3 separate regions of the Sus scrofa genome follow, and all the other regions are linked to region 2. A link is a contact called in public Hi-C and HiChIP or PLAC-seq data. All regions are on one chromosome and are shown on one strand. The core of a region is the stretch at or near the end of the contact, and the rest is flanking DNA. Distances in the headings are between cores, read along the strand shown. Region 1 overlaps LOC106507128. Region 2 holds the start of ZNF503 (zinc finger protein 503). Region 3 overlaps LRMDA (a long non-coding RNA gene).

Region 1 (2,700 bases), core at 151-2,650, 89 kb before region 2:
CAAACCAAGAATGAAAACAAAAAACAAAACAAAACAAAAAAGCCCTCCAAAAATAAAAGGAGAAAAATAAGCCTTTGCCTCTGGAGAAGTTAAAAAGACCTGTAGGAGCCCTGATGTAGGGTCTTCTGCTCCCATGTGGTAGATGAAGAAATAGAGGTCTAAGAAAATTATGGAGTTGCCTCAGTGCTCATGGTGGGACTGGGACCCTGGCTTCTTACCAGGAGCCCAAGGCCCTTCTCAAGAGCCCCTGCTGGCCAGCGGGAAGTGGGCCTGGCAGGGGTCATTTGTCTGTGTGAGGGCGGGGGATGCCCCACCTTGGCAAGGTGGAAATAGAAGCTCAGCTCAGGAAAATAGGGCCAAACCAAGTTCTGCTGGGAGCCCTTGCAGGTCCAGAGAATGGCTAAGAGGTCCCTGGCAGCTCTTCAGGCATCAGGGTGAAGGTCCATCCAATAGGCTTTATCTGGGCAGATTTCATTTCCTGTTGGAGGAAAAGGAAGAGATCTTTGCGTTTCTTTTCTGTTTTTTTTTCCCCTTTCAGACAGATCAGAAATCAGATCCCGTCAGATAGGCCCAGCTGAAAAGAAAGAGGCAGAGGCTGGCACAAAGAGAAGCTTCCCTTGCCAAAGTCACACAGCAAGCATCCAGAAAGGGCCCCTCCCCCCCAAGGAGGGAGAACGGGGTTCATGTGGGCCTCACTTTCCTCAAGAGCCTTGCTTTAGACTTTGAACATTTCCAAGTGAAGCTTTCTATACAGTGATGGTGTTATTATTTTTTGCATCTGGTTAAAAGCCACACAGTGTTAAATAGAAACTTGAAGATTTCACACTTCTCACTCGGGTGCAGCATCTCCTGTTTCGGGCAGGGGCGACCTAACAAAATGCAAGTGGCTGAAACCTCACTTGACCTCTGAGAGGCTCAGAAGGCAGTGCAAGAGGGCAGGGGACCCGAGAGGAGGAGGCGAGGGAGGGAAAGAGGGGAAGGGGAGGGGAGAGAAGCAGGAGGGAGCAGAGCGGAAGGCTGGGGGAGGCAGGAGGGAAAGAAAGAGGAAAACTGGAGGGAGGAAGAGGAGGGAGAGCCTGCGCGAGGGCGAGGGCGAGGGCGAGGGCGAGCGGTGGAGAGGGCAAGGTGACCGCGGGTATCAGTGAGGGGCCAATTGTCAAGGTTCTATCTGCGCGATGATTGATGGGAGCCTGGGTTTTTCTGTCAGCCTGTCACGGCGCAGGAATGTTTAATGTTCTCATTATTGGTTACGCTGTTGTGTATATTTCTCTGTCAGCACCGCGGACCCAGCTGAACTGGCAGAGCACTTCAAAGGCCTGCGGGTCATTCATCATCCCCGTGACGCTCCGGCAAATGCTCAGCTTCAGCTCCGCGCCAGGGATTTGTTATGACTTGCGAGCCGGCTGACAGACAGGGCTGTGGCGGCCGCGGGAGGGGACGCGGGAGGGAGGCACGCAGCCCTTTGGGTCACTCTGGGCCTACGGCAGCGCCCAGCGCCGGCACTCGGCGGTTCCCGTGGCGGATGGTGTGGGCCAGCCCAGGGTGACCCTTGAGGGCCCGGGGGGGGGGGGGCGGCAGGGCGCACCCAAGCTGGGGACCCAGGGCGCCCCCAACTCTCTCCTCAAGCCCGGCCGGCGCCCTCTCCCTCCAGTCCCACCCTCCTCCTCTCGGCTGGCGGTGGCGTCTCCAAAAGTTGTGCAGAAAACCCAGAGGCTGGAGGGGGGGGAGCGAAACTTGCAACCGTCCGGGGCCAGGGAGGGGCGGGTGGGGTGGAGAGGGGAGAGCAGAATATCGGAGCTTTGTTTCCTTTCCCAGGCCGTGACATGATTAATCGTTTTCTTCTGATCTAATTTTGGAACATGAAAAACAGCACATTTGTCTTGAAGAAAAATGATGTGCCGAACTGCGCAGATGGAAATTTCGAGCAATGAGAAAGATTAAAGTGAAACCCCACTCCTTAGACCTAATCATGAGTTGTAGATTATTCTGTCGGCCCAGCCAGATGGTAGCTCTGATTCCACAGCCCCTTCTTATATTAATGAATACTAGACTGTTATATTTGACTTAGGTAAGTGAAATGTCTATCAGAGCTAATGGACTGCCAGCCAGCATAACACATGTTGTACCGCTAAGGGTCCTTGCTGCATTTTTCATGTTTTATACTAATGTAGAACATTTTGTTTCCTACTGTTTTTCATCATTGTCACTGTTTGCTAAATATTTTCACATGGAAGGGGGGAGAGGGAGACAAAGTCAAGAGGAAAAAGAACCCCCCCCTCCAAACTTGTGTCCAAAGCTAATTTCCTCCCGTTGGGCTGGGCTATAACTCTACGAGTAAAACAGTCACCCCGAGCCATGCGTTCAGGAACTCAATAGTAACGTGATTAAGTTCCTAGTCAACAAGACTACACTCGACTGTATGTTAACAAACCTAATTATAGCCCCGCGGTGATAAATTGGGCCAGGGCCCTTGCTGCACATCTCTGAGGTCATGTCTCCAAGAGCAGCTTGACCCCCTAGTCCCAGGGGAGAGAATTGTCCTGGAGAGGAGTCCCAGGCTCAGCTGGGGGGGAAGGGCTGTTCCTCCCTGACCCACTTGTCCAGCTCCTGGGGAGGGTGGGCAGATGCCAGGAAACATTGCAGAGCAGAAGGTCAGAGGTCTGAGCCACTGGGCAGTAGGCTTTCCTGGCTGAGGCTGGG
Region 2 (2,700 bases), core at 64-2,563:
TCGTGGAAGGCGTTTTAATACCAAAGGGAGAAACAAGTTTTGGCTGCCTTGTCTCTCAGCATTCACACCCCGTTCTACCTCCTCCCCCCTTTCCACCCTAGTTTTAAGGTGCGGGAGCACTATCCTCTCCCCCCATCCCGAAGCTGAATCACTCCGATACCCCCACCTTCCAACCCCCAGATCCCGAGAGCAGCAGCCGGGTGGTGGTCCCAGCGCGATCCGGGGATAGGGTCTTTACCTCTATGGGGCTGACAGGAGTGGAAGGCAAGGGCTGCAGGTATTCGGGGTGCAAAATGTGGCCAGTCCGTGCGGTCAGCATCTTCAGCACCTTGATAGGCAGGCGGTTAGCCTGGCGGAGAGGGTCAGAGGGGGGCACGGCGTGCACAAAAGGCTTGGTGCTGCCGGCCGGGGACGAGCCTGGGCCGGGGCCGGAGCTATTTCCAGAGAGCGCGCTGGTCCAGGCAGGGTCCGCACTGCTGCCGCCGCCGCCGCCGCTGTGCTTACTGCTTCTTAGGGCAGAAAGCGAGGGCGCTGTGCTCATGACCCACCCGCGCGCATGGGAGCAGCGGGGGGAGGGCTCCGCGAGGCGCGGGGCGGGCTCGGGGCTGCGCGCTCGCCCGGGGAGCAGGAGCAGCAGGAGGAGCTGGCGAGGCGGCCACCGGCGCCCAGCGCGCCTTCTCGGCGCCTGGAGCCAGAAGCGAATAATCCTGGGTGGCCCGCAGCGGAGCCGTGGCCGAGCGGGAGGAGCCGGCCCGACTGCGGGAGTGCCGGGTGGCTCGCCGTATCCGCCTCGGGCTGTGCCCCTGCGCTGCGCACTCGCGGCCCGGCGCTGGCGCTGCGCTCTGCGATGTGAGCCGCTGCCTGTCCAGCCGGGGCTCTGGCGAGGAAACTCACTTCAAAAGCAGCTGCACCGAGGGGGAGATTAAAGCCTTTGCCGCCTTCCAATCAAATGGGAGCCCGAGGTGATTGGAGGGTCAAGGGGATGTGACGCGTCCCGCGCCGCTGCTGCCGCCGCCGCCAGGACTCTCAGCACTGGTTTTAATGGGCAGCTCCCACTTCGCCTCTCCCCCTGCGTGTCCCCTCCCTTGATTTCGCTCGGAGGACGAGCTGGACATTTATTCTACGTTTGCTATCTGCCGCCTCCCTCTTTTTTCTTCCTCGTCGTCCTTCCTTTCCCCAGCTCGAGAATAAACTGAAACCTTTTGCAGGAGGGTGCGTATGAGGAATAGATTGAGGGTGTTCGTAAGGAGCTCCGGCAGGAATCTGGACCACAGCCGGACTGTCAACTCCAGGGACGCACAGGGGGCGCACACAGTAAATATTCTCTCCTCCTCCTCAGTAACTGAAATCAATTGCGGTGCGGCCGCCTGGGTAAGGAAAGGTGGGGAGCAGGCGTTGGAGTTGGTCCGGCTGCCCGCCCGCTTTGATTTCTTGAGATTCGGCGGCGGAGAAACCAGAAGTCAGGTGGGAAGAGGAGGCGGTGGAGGCACGTCTCCGCTGGGTGTGCTAGGCTCCCCGCCCTTCCCGGCCACGTGACGCCCGGGGATGCGCAGATTGGGGCAGGAGCGGGGGTCACATGTTTCCTCTGTTTCACACTCAGCGCCCCCCCCCATTCTTACTCTCCCCTGCCACCCTCTCTTCTTCTCCCCCCTCCCCACCAGTTCTTTGGGCATCTCCACCCCTCCATCAATTGTCAATGTTCCTCGACCGCAATCAATCAGTTATTTGTCAGCTCTTGTCAATCCGCCGGTGATTTATGTCAGCTTTTGTTGCTGATTACAAGGCGGGTGCGACTTGAAGGGAAAAAGAGGGAGAGAGAGACGGAGAGGAAGAGACCGAGGGGGAATTGGAAGAGGGGGAAAGAGGAGCAGCCTCCTGGGATGAGAGCTGGGGGCTCTAAGAAAAAGAATGGAAGAGGAGAAAGACGCTCAGTGTCGGGAAAATGAATAGTGAGAGTAAAGTGCGCAGGTGCGCCCAGGGCGCCGGGAGGGGTGCTCTGGCCTGGGGTGTGCGCCTCGTTCCTTTCGATATCGGAGATAGGTACACCCTTCCACCTCTGGGTTTCCTGTCCATTGGGGCCGCGGAGTTAGGAGCCGCTCCGGGTATCGAGACGGGCGGTGGCGACGTCTAACACGGGAGATTTCCACCCCTACCCCCAGCCCCCAGTCAAGATAGTCCCTCCTGGACGTGTAGCGTTCAGTCTTTAGGCTGCCCTGCCGCGGACCCCACCCCGCGTAGTGCCGGGACCCTAAACTCGGAGACTTCTAAGAGCCACACCACCAATATAACCTTGAGTCCTGGAGGTCAATGATGGGGTACCCCTAGCCTCAATTCTTTGACGTCTCCACAATCGTGGCTAGGGCTAGGAGGCTACAAAGAAGAGGCCTGACCGTGTGTGTTTGGGAGAGATACATTTCAGGCTCACTCATGCCCCCTCCTCAACCCTTCCTTCACCTTGCGCCATCCCCGCAGGCTAGATAGCCGGTGTTACTCCCCTCTGCCCGCTAGAATTTATTGGAACGCCGAGCCGGGACTGACCTGCTCAGAGAAAGCAGAAAGAAGGAACGAGAGAGGGAGGGAGTGGCTGCCTGTGGGAACACTGGCTCTTCCAGGGAAGCGGAGCGGGACTGCCGCGTTCCCCTCGATTTGCACCGTCACTCGGGCTGTTTGGAAGGAAGAGGGGAGGCGCTGTGCGCGACT
Region 3 (2,700 bases), core at 88-2,587, 69 kb after region 2:
GAAATGACCCTGATTACATATACTAGTGTCACTTCCTGTAGGAAATTGTTCTTGATTGTCTGTCAGTCCTTGCCTCCTGGTGTTGCCTCATGGTGCTGTCTACCAGTCAGACTAGGGCTCATAGAGAGGTGAAAACTCATTCTTTTATCTCTAGCATACAGTTATATTCAAAAATATCTTGTAAGAGACCGTAAATGTCATCGGGGATATCAGAATAAGATTCCCACATGGCTGATGGGGTCCTTGGAGAGAGTGGGACCTCATAAGAGGTCATGTGGGCAGTTCTGGTGGGTGCTGGTGGTGGTGGTGGTGTGTTCTGAAGGTCTAGGAGGCTATAAACTCTTAGGCCTTGTTGTGGTCTGTAAATGCAGGTCTGAAAGGAGAATTTTCTGGATCTGAAGCCAAGTGAAGAAAAGATAAGTTACTGAGGCGAGAGATGCTATTAACACAGCAGGCAGACTTCCTGATAATCAGGGAGAGCCGATTATCATGGTCATGTCTGTTTTTTATAACCTCGCAATAAGAGTGGTCTCACAATATGCCCAATTACCTGCTAATTGGTTGGGGAAAGAGGGGTCTTAGGATACACCGGCTCATTGGTTGGGGGAGGCCTATAATGCCCTTATAGGGGCATGCTGAGGGATGGGCCACATACTTTTCTTAGGAGGTGGCGGAGAGTAGGCCAGGTTCCTCAAGGTGGGGAAGGAGCATTACACTGAGAAGGGTGGGGTGAGGATAAGGGTCTAATAATTCTTGTCTTGGCCAGAGGCTTTGAGTTCTATCTCCTTGAGGAGGCCTCGAAGCCCAACAGGTTTTTTTCCCTTTAGTCCTAATTGTCCTCCCTTTGTGTCTCTTGGAGATGATTCTCCTCTGAGCGTCAAGCCCTCTTAGGAAGCTCTCTCTGGATATTATCATGGATTTTGGGTAGTTGAGGTCAGTTGTGGAGAGCCAAGGCCCTGGAGAACAATCTAGTGAAGGGATAGGGGCCATTCTGGGGGTAAGCCACGTTTCCTCCGGCTTCCAGTTTTCCTAAACAGTATTAATTTTGAGAACCCGGGACTGCTTCCAGAAATAATTGGATCACCAAGTCCTGGTCGTTAGGCAAGTAAAGTAGCCTCCGCCCCCAAAGCAACAGGCAAAGAGCTGATCATTGAAGCCCATTGTTTCAGGTAATTCATGGTTTGGTATCCAGGCTCCTTTGAAGTAAACCGACTCCAAAATATAAACCTTTCTTCTCATAATAGAATCCGCTTGTGTTATTTAAATCCCAGGGTTTTACATTACAATAGTCGCCCATCAGGCTTGGAGAGAAATGGAACTTTCTCTGACAATATGGTTTGTGGTGTTCTCGCAGGCTTAAAATTAAACCTAATCAGGAGGTGCCACTGAAGCCTGTGCTGAGTAAATGATGGAGCACGAAATAAAATGATTTATACAACTTTCTTTTCCAATAAGCAGTGCTTTTTAATGTTTTTCTCCTTCTGAAAGGAGGTGTGGGTGTTGAAAGTGAGTTTTGATGATGTTTTTCTTTAAGTGGTCCAAGACCACAGCATTCTGAGGGCTGCCCTCCCCCACCCCACTCCTTTCTCACGTGCTTGACTCTTGCTTGAACTTTCTCAATTTGCAAACAGAAGAATGTTCTGGCCACGTCAGAATTCTCAAGTCTGGCCCATCTGAATGGAAATGGGAGGCCAGCCTTGGGGGAGTGACTGGGATCTCAACTGAAAGTGACGTGAGTCAAGGCTTCTTCCTACTTACTGGCTTTTTGTTTCAAGACTGTCCTGTGAGGGTTAAGATGGTTGGTTGTAGCGGCCTCAGAATAGGTTAAATTTAAAAAAAAAAAAAAACCACTGCTTATGAACGTGATACCCCAAATGGGAATTGAGAACACGTGTGTGTGATAGGTTCCCAGGAGGATGGAGACAGACACCCCTCCCCAACCCCAAAATGTGGCTACTCACCTTGGAGACTTACTGTGGACACCCTCTCCTAGAATGTGGATTCTCAAGTTGGGGAGCAAGAAACAATGGCCTTCGGAAAACAACTGCCTGCATAGATTAACCTCCCACAAGGATTAACTGCCCTTTGTCATGGGACTCGACCCCCTACCCCTCCCTTGACCGTCCCCTCCTTCTTCGTATTTCCTGCCACAAGTTCCCGCCAAGAACTCCATCCAGCCACGAGTTCCCTCCACAGATCCTTTGTAAGCCTAACATCTCCTCACAGAGCTGGCGCCATCTTGAGCTCAGCCCGTGCCCCTCTGATGCCTTGATAAATCTCGTTTGCTTTACCAGCTTGGCCTTGCGTGTTCCTCCCTCAGCAAAGGGAGCCGTGTGGAGCAGTGTGGAACCAAGCTCAGCGAGAGGGGGTGTATCAACAGCTTGAGATGGGGGTGGGGGTAGGCTCTGCCCTGCCTTCCTGCCCTAAATATGTTGCAAACTCAGCCATCCAAAGCGGATTTCACTGGCTCCCTCCCCACATTTGTTCCTGTCTCCTTTATCTCAGTTCCTGGCGTGTCACCATCCTGCCAACCTCCCAGGATCACATTGAAGTTCATGTTGTGTACCTTCCAGAGTTGCTGAGGCATCTCTGTTGCTCTGCCTGCCCCCATCTCTTCTCTGCTCCAGACCTTGCTGACAGAGCAGGCGTTATCTGGAGGCACCTTCTGATCCAAGTCCTCTCTTGCTTGAAATCCTGGCC

What was found. Hi-C and Micro-C count contacts between places; a contact is called where the count stands out from the background. HiChIP or PLAC-seq counts read pairs in DNA pulled down with a chosen protein or histone mark.
Region 1: a contact with region 2 is called in an H3K27ac HiChIP or PLAC-seq map of skeletal muscle. The contact joins the enhancer-like site here to the promoter of ZNF503 in region 2. A contact is called at or near these places in 5 of 47 Hi-C or Micro-C datasets (alveolar macrophages, embryonic fibroblasts, fibroblasts and 2 more) and 1 of 2 datasets of contacts at active chromatin or transcription factors (skeletal muscle).
Region 3: a Hi-C map of epiblast stem cells shows a contact between it and region 2, with 2.1 times the contacts expected there. The contact joins the enhancer-like site here to the promoter of ZNF503 in region 2. A contact is called at or near these places in 3 of 47 Hi-C or Micro-C datasets (epiblast stem cells, fibroblasts and liver) and 1 of 2 datasets of contacts at active chromatin or transcription factors (skeletal muscle).

What each region holds. Positions count from the first base shown.
Region 1 is chr14:77,838,436-77,841,135 of Sscrofa11.1, forward strand. The region is part of intron 4 of LOC106507128; the gene reads left to right. Among named protein-coding and RNA genes, the nearest start is that of COMTD1, 53 kb to the left of the region's middle. Within about 2 kb of position 1,401, at least 51 of the 83 cell types and tissues checked have an H3K27ac peak or open chromatin away from gene starts, as enhancers often do. A contact at or near this core is called in skeletal muscle, where this site is marked.
Region 2 is chr14:77,927,441-77,930,140 of Sscrofa11.1, forward strand. It overlaps ZNF503 (zinc finger protein 503), which reads right to left and starts at 1,314. Exons shown (of 2, transcript XM_021073148.1): 1 at 239-1,314. The coding sequence starts at 541. It overlaps LOC106506044 (a long non-coding RNA gene), which reads left to right and starts at 1,980. Exons shown (of 3, transcript XR_001301017.2): 1 at 1,980-2,700.
Region 3 is chr14:77,995,929-77,998,628 of Sscrofa11.1, forward strand. The region is part of intron 2 of LRMDA (a long non-coding RNA gene); the gene reads left to right. Among named protein-coding and RNA genes, the nearest start is that of LRMDA, 39 kb to the left of the region's middle. Within about 2 kb of position 1,338, at least 8 of the 83 cell types and tissues checked have an H3K27ac peak or open chromatin away from gene starts, as enhancers often do. A contact at or near this core is called in epiblast stem cells, where this site is marked.